Regions from separate parts of the Macaca mulatta genome. Here region 1 is linked to region 2. Evidence: chromatin contacts called from public Hi-C data. All regions are on one chromosome and are shown on one strand. The core of a region is the stretch at or near the end of the contact, and the rest is flanking DNA. Distances in the headings are between cores, read along the strand shown.

Evidence for each region. Hi-C and Micro-C count contacts between places; a contact is called where the count stands out from the background.
Region 1: a contact with region 2 is called in a Hi-C map of CD4 T cells, with 2.9 times the contacts expected there. The contact joins the promoter of LOC114677424 here to the promoter of MPC1 in region 2. A contact is called at or near these places in 2 of 14 Hi-C or Micro-C datasets (CD4 T cells and liver).

What each region holds. Positions count from the first base shown.
Region 1 is chr4:5,786,774-5,793,295 of T2T-MMU8v2.0, reverse strand. It overlaps LOC114677424, which reads left to right and starts at 4,502. Exons shown (of 3, transcript XM_077999207.1): 1 at 4,502-5,175. The coding sequence starts at 4,676. SFT2D1 (SFT2 domain containing 1) reads right to left here and starts at 4,632. Exons shown (of 8, transcript XM_015137667.3): 1 at 4,463-4,632. The coding sequence starts at 4,525.
Region 2 is chr4:5,729,713-5,736,442 of T2T-MMU8v2.0, reverse strand. It overlaps MPC1 (mitochondrial pyruvate carrier 1), which reads right to left and starts at 2,970. Exons shown (of 5, transcript NM_001260570.1): 1 at 2,773-2,970. The coding sequence starts at 2,843.

The DNA of each region.
Region 1 (6,522 bases), core at 3,253-5,752, 55 kb before region 2:
CGAGAAAGAGACTAAAGCTGTCTGTTCTCTGCCATGTCAAGATGTAAACAAAGGCAACAGTGTGACACCAGGAAGCGGGGAGGGGCTCACCAAGAACCCATGAGCACACCTTGATCTCTGACTTCCGGCCTCCAAACCCGTAAGAAATAAATTTCTGTTGCTTACAAATCACCAAGTCTAAGGTATTTTGTTACAGCAGGCTGAATGGACTAAGACATCTCACAAAGTGTCAGCAGGGGTTAGTAGGGGCTCTCACAAGAGAACTCTGTAGAATGTTCCTGCCATTCTTGTCATCTAACTCCCAACAAGTACCTTATGCCAATGCCCTCACCTCTCCTTGGTAGTTACCCAAATCCAAACAACTCACTCCTCTGTTTGTTCAACAAGTAGTTATGAACAGCTATTAGACGTCAGGTACTTGGTAGGTTCTACATACACAGAAGGGAATAAGACAGAACGTAGTGCACTTACATTCAGATGGCGGAAAATGGGCAATAAACTAATAAGGCAGGTTCTACTAAGGACATAAATAGGGGCAGCGTAACTGGGTCAGGAAGGGCCTCTCTAAAGAGGTGACCAAATAAAGACATCAGGAAGTGACCAATCCAACTCTGAAAAGAGCCAGGAAGGGGCATTCCAGAAAAAAGAAATGCAATGCCAAGTCTCCCGGGCAGAAGAAAATGCTCCAACTGAGGAGGAGAAAGAGGGCCGGGCAATGCAAGCACTGGGGAGAGGGTAGGGAGGCAGGCCAACAAGCAGTGAAGGGCTGAGAGGCCAAGGGAGGGATCTGGATTTTATTCAGGTGCTGCAGGAAGTCACCGAAGGATGTGATCAAGGGAGGAATATGATCAACTCTAAGATCTGGCTCAACATCTCTCCCTCCTTGACTTCTTCCCAGACATCTCAAAAGAGGTGTCCCAGAACTCTGGCTACCGTGCCTCTCCCCTGGGCTCAAAGCACCTCCACAGGAGGGCGACACAGCCTGGATGTCAGCATGCTCCCCTATGACCTTCACTGCCTCGCCCAACTCCTCAACTGGCCGAGAACCATCCCTGTCAAGACCCAATTCCAACGTGCCCACTATCCTGGTTACATCTTGCTGCACAAGAAGGGCAACACTCTCAGGTCATCCCTCACCCCATTCAGGTCTGTGCACCTTTAATCCCATCTCGTCTCCTACCCATCTCCAAAAACTAACAGCAAACCTCCCTATGTCCTCACCCTCTTCTCTGAGGATCCTCTCACCTTCCTGCTAGGTTTGAAATTTAGTCTCCAGGGCCAGGGCTCTCCCCTGCGAATTCTGCACCACTTGGACAGCAGTGAGCCAGGTGTCTTCCCTCCTCACTGCCACCTCCTGCCCCTTCCTCCTCCCTAGAGACACTTGCTTTCCAAGTCACTCCTCAATAGCCCCCTAGCAACAATCCCCTCTTGCCTGCACCATCATTTTCCCCTTTCCCGGACCATTCCCAAAGCACAGAAACATCCAGTATTTTCCTTGGGAAAATGACATGTTCCCCAACCTCACTGCATACTTCAACTACCACCCACTTCTTTGCTCCACAGGAAAAATCACTGAGATGCCCATACTGATTCCATCTTCTTTCTATTCTCCCCTGACTTCAATCAGGCCTCTGTCCCCATCCAGCCACCAAGACTGCTCTCGTGGAAGTGACAACTGATAACCTCCACAGGTAACCTGCTCTTAACTTCTGAAACCCATTAACAATACTGGGTCCCCTCCCCTTCCTAAAGCACTCTCTTCCCTCACTTTCTGGGGCATCCTTCTCTCTGGGTTCTCCTCCTCCTCCTCTTGCCGATCCTCTCAGCTGTCTTTGCTGGCTGCTACTCATCCTCTAAACCTCTACACACCAGAGAAAACCAGAGGTCAAACCTTGGATCCCATCTGTTTTCTACTTGACGATCTCATCTCTCTCCTATTTCCTCCCACAAACTCTACAGTCTTATGTCCAACTGCTTTCCTGACATCTCCACTTGGATGCTACCTGGATCTCAGACCTCACATCCACACTGAAATGATTTTCCTCCCTGAACCTGCTCCTCCCACATTCATTTAATGGCAACTCCACTTCTCAAGATGCTTAGGTCGAACGCATGAGGCATCCTTGCCTCCTCTCACTCACACATCCAATCCGTCAACAGTGAGGCCTGCTGGCTGCACACTCAGACCATTTACAGAATCTGATCACTCTTTTGTTTTTTAAACAGGCTTTTTCGCTTTTTAAACCACTTGTATCACTGATTTGAGCCACAGTCATCTCTTGCCAGGACAACTGTACTTGTCTCCAGCCCAGTCTCTGGGCTTCTAACCTTGCCTCTACAGTTTGTTCTCCACAGAGCAGCCAGAGTGATCCTTTAAAATCCAAGTCGGTCACACCACCACTCTACTCAAAACCCAAAGGCTTCCTATCACACTCAAGAGTAAAGCTAAAATCCTTTCCATGGCCTATGAGAACCCCCACAATTGAAAATCCCCCTTCCTGCCTCACCTTCTCTCCTACAATTGTCCCTCTTCTCTGCCCCGCTGCTAGAGCCCCTCTGGCCTCCTTACTGGCCCTGAACATGCTGACCACACTCCACTCGGGACTCTGTATCTGCAGGGCCCTCTGCCTTGGAGGCCCTTATTCACAGGACGCTCAGACATCCCAGCAGCTCTTCTGAGCTGTGCACACATGGCTCCCTGGCACGAAGGCCTTATCTAATACGGCAACCTCAACCTCCTCAATCTGCTCTGACTTTTTCTATGGCTGTCTGACACATTATACACTTACTTGTTTATTCATTGTTTCCTCCAATTAAAATTTAAGTTCCATGTGAAGGAGGTATTTGCACTGGTCACTTGTTATTAACACGTGCATCTTGAACAATGTCAAACATATGCAGGAACTTGAATATTTGTTAATGAATGATCACCTCCTCTGAACTCGCAGCACTTGTCTATACAGCCAGTCACTCTAATCTTTGATTACTTCTCCACGTATCTTTTCTCCCCTCTAGACAGTGGGCTCAAGATAAGTGATATTACCTTCGCATCTCCAAAGTTTAGAGTAGCACTGTCCAATAGAATTTTCTGCAATGCAAATGTTCTATATCTTCACTGTTCAGTACACTAGCCTTTAACCACATGTGTCTACAGAACATGTGAAATGTGGTTGCTGTGACTAAGGAACTGAATGTTAAATTTTATTTAATTTTAATTAATTTAAATTTAATTGCTCCAGGCACTGTGGCTCAAGCCTGTCATTCCAACACTTTGGGAGGTCAAGGTGGGCGGATCACTTGAGGTCAGGAGTTCGAGACCAGCCGGACCAACATGGTGAAAGCCCCATCTCTACTAAAAATACAAAATAATTAGCAGGGTGTGGCGGCAGGTGCCTGTAATCCCAGCTACTCAGGAGGCTGAGGGAGGAGAATTGCTTGAATCTGGGAGATAGAGGTTGCAGTGAGTCGAGATGCACTCCAGCCTGGGCGACAAAGCAAGACTCTATCTCAAAAAAAAAAAAAAAAAAAAAAAAATTAATTGGCCACATGTGGCTGTGGTAATGTACAGAGTTACAGAGCGCAATGAGAACAGATACTTGTCTTACACTCTCTGAACCCAAAACTGTAGCCCAGAACTCTGCCCACAAGAAGTGCTGAGTAAGTATAATGACAAGGAAGTCAGGAAGAGACAAACAGAAGAGCCTTATGAAATACAATTTTAAATGTCCAACTTCTGTGACAGCGCACAATAATACGCAATATAATCTCAAGCAATAACAAAAATACCTATACCGCAGTTCCTGCTCCACTGCTACTTTGAACCTTCTTACCTTCTCGCTGGTAAGGCGCAGACACAAGGGCTTTTATTAAGAAAGGAAAAAAAATTCTTACCAGGACTCACTGCCTTAACAGAAAATGTTTAATTCAATATAATTTCACTTATCAATGTCCTGTTTATTTTTCCTCCAGTCTCCCTATTTCCAAAAGACCAACCTCCTACACACACACACACATAGTACCTCCTTTACCTCCAGAGACAAACAGATGCAACAAGCTTTAGGGTCTCGGCTCACTGCAGCTCGCAGGATAAATGCCCTGCATAGCTACTTACGCTGCATAGCCCGAGGCCAAACCCCGCACTAGGCTCAGAAAACCAAATAGGGTGTGGGAGCGATGGATTATTTGGGAGAGCGAGGGCAGGCGTTGGTGGGTTCTTGAGAGTCAGAGACCAGATGGAAGAGTTGGAGGGTGGGTCTCAAAGGGGGTTTATGTAGACCCCATGGAAAACAGGAAGGTTCTCAAATTCTCCCCAGGAAGCAGACGGAGCCCTCCTAAATCAACCGGCCGAGCAGAGGAAGCCCAGACCCCCGGCCTTGCACCCACCCTACCCGCTCGGCCGGTCCTCACTGCGGCCGGGGCCGGCGGGCAGCCCCGGGACTGGACGAGGGCGCGGGTTTTCTACCTGCGTGGTCAGGCCCTGCTCCTCGTCGTCCTGGCCGCTCAGGACCCGCCGCAGCTTCTCCATGGCCCCGTTCCAGGGCCGTAGCGCCCGGCACTCTGTTGCCGGCCGCTGACGCCCACCAGGAAACCCCGAACCCGAATCCCACAGAGCAGCCGGAAGTCCGGTCCTGCACACTTCCGGCTCGTCAGCGCTGCCAGGGCGGCCGCCGTAGCAATGCGCGCATGCTCACCAGCGTGTCCTTCTGGCCTGGACGTGGTCCTTCAAGTCTGCGTAGTGGCAGGTGATGGTGGGGCTGTCCCTTCCCACTGTCCGCGAGGTGCGGGGTGGCAACGCGCGGGGACACAGCGTGGGTATGGGCCCCCTGCCCACAGCTGGCGCACAGCCATGAAGGTAGACCTGACCGGGGCACGACCAGTGAACCCTGCAGACCCGGCGTCCTCCGGACCCCGCGAGGGGCCCTGCTGGGCGGGTCCGCGGCCCCGAATGCGCCTTTCCTCGCCGGGAATCGGGGAGCGGAGGGCTTCTGGGGGCAGGTGGCCGTGCTCCGACGAGCACCCCGCCACCCACGAGGGGGCTCTGGGGGCGTCGCCAGCCCTCCCAGCTGGGTCTCCTCATCCGGAGACACAAACGCCTGCCTCAGGATTAAAGCGAGGAACTGTATTTCAGACCGTCTCAGGAGAAGTAGCAGGAGGCTGCCTCACTCCTTTGCCCTTGTGAGAGCTGTTTCTTTACTCAGTTCCCTGGTCAGCTAGGAGTTTGAAAGAGTGAAATCTTATAAAAGGAATAGCTAATGCAACCCATTTTTCTAGTTTTGCGTAAACAGACCGTTGAACAAGCGTTCACTGTTCTCCGGCTCGTGCTGGATGAACAAACACTAACAGAGGGGGAAGTGGCATTTTTTTCTCTCATTTTCCACCATGCTAAGAGATTAAAAATCAGGGCTGCCTAATATGGGCTCCAGAAGTCATTAAGTGATAAGTTTTGCTCTGTTTGCTTCTAGGCTTGGTAAGATGGTAATGAGAATGTCTATTTTGTTTAACTACTTTGGCCACTCTACTTCCTCCCTAAAATCTTTCAACTAAAAGGTGGATCCTCAGAAAGGTTTATTGTCCATCCTACTGCCTCAGTAGAAATTTTATCTAAACTCATTTAGATGAAAACAAATACCACAGGAACCTTAGGAAAGCAAGTCGCGCCTTCTTGTGATAAAAGTCTTAATGCTCAGCATCCTTATCCTTTAGGCAGAAGATACTTCTATGTGGCCTATTCATACTAACATGTCAAGTCTTATCCTTATGTCCTTAATTTTAAAAGGTCAGAAAGTAGATTGTAAGATCTATAGAAAACTCTATGCTTCTACTGAATAAGTCATAGAGTGTATCTGTTACAGGAAAGGGGTCCGGATCCATACCCCAAAAGAGAGTTCTTGGATCTTAAGCAAGAAAATATTCAGGGCAAGTGAAAGCAAGTTTATTAAGAAAGTAGAGGAACATCGGAAGGCTGAGGCAGAGAATTGCTTGAACCCGGGAGGCAGAGCTTGCAGTGAACCCAGATCGCGCCACTGCACTCCAACCGGGAGACAGAGTGAGACTCTGTCTCAAAAAAAAAAAAAGTGGAGGAACAAAATAGCTACTCCACAGGCAGAGCAAGGCTGTCTATTACCAGGGCTGCTGGTTGCCTATTTTTATGGTTATTTCTTGATGATATGCTAAACAAGGGGCAGATTATTCATGCCTCCCCTTTTTAGACCATGTAGGGTAACTTCTTGATGTTGCCATGGCATTTGTTAACTGCCATGGCGCTAGTGGGCGTGTAGCAGTGAGAACTCGACTAGAGGTCTCTCTCGTTATCTTGGTTTTGGTGGGGTTTGGCTGGTTTCTTTACTGCAACCTCTTTCATCAGCAAGGTCTTTATGAGCTGTATCTTGTGCTGACCTCCTGTCTTATCCTGTGTCTTAGAATGCCTTAACTGTCTGGGAATGCAGCTCAGTAGGTCTCAACCTCATTTTACCCAGCCGCTATTCAGGATGGGGTGCTCTGGTTAGCACGTCTGACATAACT
Region 2 (6,730 bases), core at 1,721-4,220:
GCCCTCAATCACTGTTTGGCAGACCTAGCATGAATTCCCACTGCTGCCAAGAATGGCAGGGAAAACAGGTCAGCTGAATGTTTCACACACGTGTTCACCTTTCAAAAATAATTTCAGTTCAAGATCATAGAGCTTTATAGCTCACACAAGATTTTAACTTTCTAAATAAATATAAACTTTACAAAGTGTTTTTGCTTACAAAAACAGAAGGATATAATAAAATGTAGAGTGATTTGGAGTTTCCTAGTATTTTCACATCCCTTATCCAATTTAATTTTCTTGATAACCCAAAAAGAGCATTATCATTAAACCCATTTGATGGGCAAATAAAGTCTGCTGGGATCAACTTGCTGGGGATCCTGGACCATGAGTCATTCTTCTGAATCCTAGTCTGGTGCTCTACCAGGCAACACTGTTCTGAGTAATGCAGTTCTCTTCTTTTCCTTATTTAGTCAAAGTATAATTGAATTAAATACTGGAGAAAGTACAAAAATTTAAAGCTACATAAAATTAATTTTAGAAAAGAAGGTTAGATGATATACTGAAGTATCCTTTTGAAAAGCCTGGCTCTTGGAAACCCATCTAGTAGAAGAAAATATAACACTTAGAAAAGCAGAGCTCTCTTCCTTGAAAATATATTTAACAAATTCTTCCTATGTAATAAAACTGTTAGGGCCAGGCATGGTGGCTTACACCTGTTAACCCCAGCCCTTTGGGAGGCCGAGGTGGGCGGATCACCTGAGGTCGGGAGTTTGAGACCAGCCTGACCAACATGGAAAAACCCGGTTTCTACTAAAAATACAAAATTAGCCGGGCTTGGTGGCGCATGCTTGTAATCCCAGCTACTTGGGGCTAAGGCAGGAAAATAACTTGAACCCAGGAGGCAGTGGTTTGGATGAGCCAAAGTAGCACCACTGCACTCCAGCCTGGGCATCAAGAGTGAAACTCCGTCTCAAAAAGAAAAAAGAAAACTGTTAGGTAATTATCACCATAATTTTTATATAGGTAGGTGTCAAAACTGTATTTTTAATTTTACCATCCAATGTTATCTTTAGCTGTAACTATTAGGAAGGTTCATTATACAAGATATTAGTAAAAAGCTAAAATTCAAAGCTGTAAAGAAACTTAAGTCCAAGGATTAAGAGTATATCCTCAGATTGCTACTTTGTTCACATTTTTACTACCATGAATCTGATAAATTGCTGTGCTCCACAGTACTAAATATCCATCTTAATTAATCATAGTTCGATTTAAGCATAGAAATGTCTTTTTTTTAAAGTCAGAAGTGAAGCTTCCGTTTACAAGTTTACCATACGGCAGACTCAATTATTTTCCCTACCCTAGTGCTCTATAAAAGTAGAAGTAAAAAGTATTAGCAATAAAATTCAGGATTTAAAACTTATTTATTGCTAAAATCAAGTTGTCTTCATACTATACCTTTTGGATGGTTATAACAGGATTTATTCCTCCTCAGCTTTCATCTCTTTACCTCTTGACCACACTATTAACTACTGAAAAAAAAACGCAGCTGTACACTTACCTTGGTTTTAAAATCATTCACTGAAAAACTAAAATACTCCTAAATAACCTAAAACTGCTTCAAAGTTATATTCAATATTTTGAAATAAAAGCAAGCGCCTCAAGATTAGAGGTGCAAATAAATTATAGCGTATTTTCAGGCTTTCCAACCGCGAATGCTCCTTGTTTCTAATTGGAAAGGAGTTAACAGAAAATAGAACAAGAAGAAAAAGGTACGTCCTTAGAGACACATCACTTTACTTTGGATGACAGAATTTCGTATATAAAAACATCTTAAATTGTACTTCCTCCCAAGCTTAAAGTCCTTATAATGAGAAAATCGAAAGGCGAACCCAAGGCCAGCACATTTTATTTCCGTTGTCCCAGAAGCGCGCTGGGTGCACCCGAAGCTCCGCTCCAACAGCGCCGCGCCGCGCTCTCAGCAGCGCCTCCCGCTGGCGTCTCCCCAACCCACGCCCAGGTCGCGGCCTCTAGCACACCTGGACCGATGCAGGTGACCGGCGACCCACTCCGAGGATCTGGTAGAAACCGGCCAGGAGACCACTCCCGCGCAAAGGAGCGAGCCACTGGCACCTGGCCTGGAGGGACATTCCCCCACTGCCAACCATGCTAGAGGAACCAGCCTCTGTCACCCTTGCCGGGAGAGGCGTCTCCACGGTCACCCTGCCCTGAGGGGCGCCCACTGTCACCCCTGCCGGGAGAGGCGTCCCCATTGTCACCATGTCCTGAGGGGCGCCCACTGTCACTTTCGTCCCTCCCGGTCCCCACTGCCACTCTGGCCGGGAAGGGCGTCCACTGTTATTCCTACCAGGAGAGGAGTCCCCGTTGTCACCCTGGCCAAGAGGGACGCCCACCGTCACCCGCTCCCTGAAGGGCAACCAATGTCACCCCTGCTTTCAGGGGCGCCCACTGTCACCCTGCCGGGAGAGGACACTGTCACTCACGCCCTGAGGGGCGCCCACTGTCACCCTGCCGGCAGAGGACACCCACTGTCACCCCCACCCTGAAAGGCGCCCACTGTCAACGGCTCTACGCCGTCCGCTTCGCGGCGTGGGGGTCCGGGAGGGATCTAGGTAGGGGCCCCCTGACCAGCGCACCCTCTCGCCTGGGCCCGGGCCCACCCGCTGCCCGGGGCCACCGCGTCCTCGCGGCCGCCCTTGTCGCGGACTGCACGGGTCGCAGCCTCCTGGGCGCCCCTCCGGGTTGCCGGGTCCGGCCTCCGGCGCTCGTCACCTCATGAGGTAGTCCCGGAAATCCTTGCTTCGGACATAGTCCGCCGCTTTCCGCACCAGCGCGCCAGCCATGGCTGTGCCGACACCAGACCCCGAGTGGACACCGCCGCTGCTGCCGCTTCCCAGAGCCAATGACACCCAGGCCAACCCCTCGGCGGCCGACGGCAAGCTAGCTCTGGGGCCCGCCTCACGACACCCCACCACGCCTTACGGCCGTGCCGCGCCGCCCGGCTCTCGGCCAATGACAGGGCGCAGGGCCGGAGATGGTGGCGCGGACTGGCTGGCTCGCGCCGCACACCTCCTTCCCGCCCTCTGTGGCGCACGGGGGCGGGGCCCGCTGCCGTAAAACGGCTGGGGCGGGGCTGGGGCTGACAGGCGGTTGCTAGGCTCCAGCGGCTCCCGGCCCGCGGGGGCGTGGAGGTGACATCTCTCTGGCCCGCAGGGCTGTGGGCGCCCTGCCGAGCGTCGCGCGGTCTTGGGGCCCCCTGCAGTGGGGCCCCTGCGGCGCAGCGCGCGGTGGGACTAGCTGGGTTCCCCCGGCGCCCAGGGCCTGTGTCTGCGCCGATTCCTGGCAAGGGCACCTTGGCCAGGCGGCCCGCGTCCCCCGCGCTTCCCGCATCCTCGTGGGCAGACCCGTCCCGCCAGCTGGGCCACCTGCGGTTTCCGGGCACTGGGGAGTGCACAGAGCCCCGGGCCAGCGACCGCAGCCGGGGCCCCTGGCTTCTCCCGAGCACTTTCCCCCGGACCGGTCCCTCCAGGTGGCGGACGGCACCCAGGGCCGGGGCTCCTCACCAGCGCGCCGCAGCTACGGGCTCGTGAGGGAGCCGCAGCGTTGGAGGAGGAAAGCATTTAAGAATAACACAAAGCCTTAGGCTGGAGGGAGCGTGACTGCTTACGTGTTGAAAATAAAGGTTCTATGAGTCCCACCGCGGGTGCATATTGAAAAGAAAGGGACCATTAGCACGCGACCCTCGCCTAGGTACATAAGCCGCAGCACGACTTTCGGATCACCAAGGCAGAGAAAGGAACACATTGAAGGCTTTTGCTTGCCTTTCCAGGTGGTTTCGTTTCGTTTCTAATGTGGATGATCATTTAAAATGCCTCCGGTGGCCGGGCGCGGTGACTGACCCCTGTAATCACAGCACTTTGGGAGACTGAGGCAGGTGGATCACTTGAAGTCAGGAGTTTGAGACCAGCCTGCCCAACATAGTGAAACCTCGTCTCCACTAAAAATACAAAAATTAGCCGGGCGTGGTGATGCGCGCCTGTAATCCCAGCTACTCGAGAGGCTGAGGCGCGAGAATCGGTTGAACCTGGGAGGTGGAGGTTGTAGTGAACCGAGATTGTGCCGTTGCACTCCAGCCTGGGTAACAGAGGGAAATCCTGTCTCTAAAATTAAAAAAAAAAAGAAATAAAATGCCTTTGGTGAACAGGAATTCTCAACGTTAGTGACCCGCAGTGTATTAGTGTTAATAATGGACATCCCCCTTAACCCAGCAAGCCCATCTAGGGATTTCCAAGGATAGACAAGCCAGTTTGTGTAATTTCATGTGTACAGCATTGTTTTTAGTATGGAAAGATTAGAGTTTACATATCCATCCATAGGGAGAGAGTTAAATAAATCACGGTGCATCCATTTAGTGGATTAGTATACAGCCGTTGGAACTCTATATGTGCTGATATGAAATATCTTTTTTATTTTCAAGAAAAAAAACCAGGTTCAGAATAGTGTATGAAGTATGCTACTCATTGTGCATAGGGACAAAGAAAATATATACATTCATGTTTGCAAAGATACTGGAGAAATGTTAGTAGTGGCTACCTCTAAGGATGAGCAAGAGTGACACTGACTTTTCATTGTATCTTTCTTTGTTCTTTTTGAAGTTTGTACAGTCTACATATACTAGCTATTCAAAATAAGTGGTGTTAAAGAAGAAGAAATGCCTTTGAGAATGAAAATGGTAAGCCATTAATTGAGTGGGGTTCATTTTCTGTTAGGATCGTGGTCTCTATTGGTCACAGCTGACCTTGATTGCCTCTGAAAGTGTATCTCATTACACAATGTTGCAGTCTTATAATAACACCAGGAAGGTTGTTCTGTTCCACATGAACATCCTTCATGATGGGGTTAGGAATGTACAACCTGTGAAAACTGAGGGGGTCTTGATTATTAATAATAATGTTATTAATAGCTACCTTTTGTTGAGCATTAGGCACTATTTGTACATTATTTCTCCTCCTCACATCAACCCAGAAGGTAGGTATAAGGAAACTGAGTGGCTTCTTGAATGAAGCCAAACTGCTCTGCAAGATTGGTGGAAAAGGAGACTTTCCATGTGATAACAGGTTCCTGGATCTCATAGCTGCTCTGTCTTAGCCCTTAATATTTTTCTTTCCCTCATGAATAGTGGTTCTGAAACCTGAGCTGTCAGAAGAATCCTTGGCAGATTCCTAGACCCCAGCCTCAGACTCAGAAGGTCTGGAGTTGGGGCTGAAAGCTATGTGGCTAATGAGCGCTGCAGGTGACTCTGAGGCTGCTGGTCAGGGTCCAGCACTTGGAGAAACTCTACAGAGGGCACCTGCCCCTAATGTACTGTTGCCACTGTTTTGTTTCATTTAATTTAATGTAACTTAATTTAGGAGAGCTAAGTAATTAAACATGAGGCCAAAGTACGTAAGAAAGTGGCAGTTTTTTATTTGCAAATATGCATACACTCTCGGACGAGGTTCTCTGGTCCTCTGGTGTAGGGGGCCAGGGAAGTCACGCCGGCGCTCTCGGGTGATGTTCTCCGGTCCACGAATGTGGGGGGCCGAAGAAGTCACATCGGCACTTACCGGCGGCCAACTTTTATGCCTGGGAGCTGGAAGGAGAGGAGTTTGGGGCGTGTGTGTAGGAGTGGCTTCTTGAATTTCGGTGTCCCCGGCTTGATGTCACTCTGAGCATGCTCAGTTGACTTGGTTCTTTTCCCGGGCGTGGGAAAATCTGTGATGAAGAACCCGGAAACAACAGGAACTGCTCCATCTTGTTCACCTTCCTCCATCTTGTCCCTTTTCCCTCACCCAAACAGTCCAACCTCTTATTGATTATAAGAATTTAGGGCGCCGTGGTCTGTCTGGCTGCTTCCTGCTGTTAAGGGGCGTAGTTAGGGTCTGAGGTTGGCAGTTGGGTGTAGGGATGCAGGAGCATTTGGTTGAAGGTGACTCGGGTGATCTCTTGGACCCTGGCTCGGAGAAATTTTATTAGAATGGGAGCAAGACATAACATAAGACAGAGGATTAGTATGGGAATTAGGAATGGAAGCATCTGCTGTACTACAGGCAGCAGCCATACCGGTGGTCCGGGGGTTAAGGGGGTGTTAAATTGTTGAAGCTCCTTTTTGATCTTGTTTAATGTTTGGACGTTGGTGTCAACCAGGCCTGATTCATTTACGTGGTAGCAACACTCCTCTCCTAGGAAGAGGCACGTGCCTCCTCTTTCAGCAGTAAGAAGATCTAATGCCCGTCTATTTGTGCTGCTACCTGGGCCACTGAGGTGATTTGACGTTGTAAAGAGGCTAAGCTTTCAGCTGAAGCCTCTATGGCTGCCTGGACCTGAGTGGAGAGGGTCTGTGTGGATTGAATCGAGTGGGTGAGGGCCCCTGTTCCAAGTCCTGAGGCTACTAGGGACGATGCTAGGGAAACCCCGATAATTAAGGGAAGAAAAACAGCTCGCTTTTGGATGTTATTGCTGGAGCTGAGCTGGGAAGCTAGTTCGGACAATTCTCCTTCGCTATATAGGGTTAAGCTAGGCACTAAAGATACCGGAACGCAAAGGGACTGGGTGATGGAGGTATGGTTAAGAGTTTTAGATAGAGTTTGGTTACACCAAAAGTGGCCTCCAATGGGGGCCGTCTGGGTCCTGCTGGGAGCTTGTGTGCGATCACACCATGAAGAGTTTGGAGTAGAGTAGTAAAAAGGAA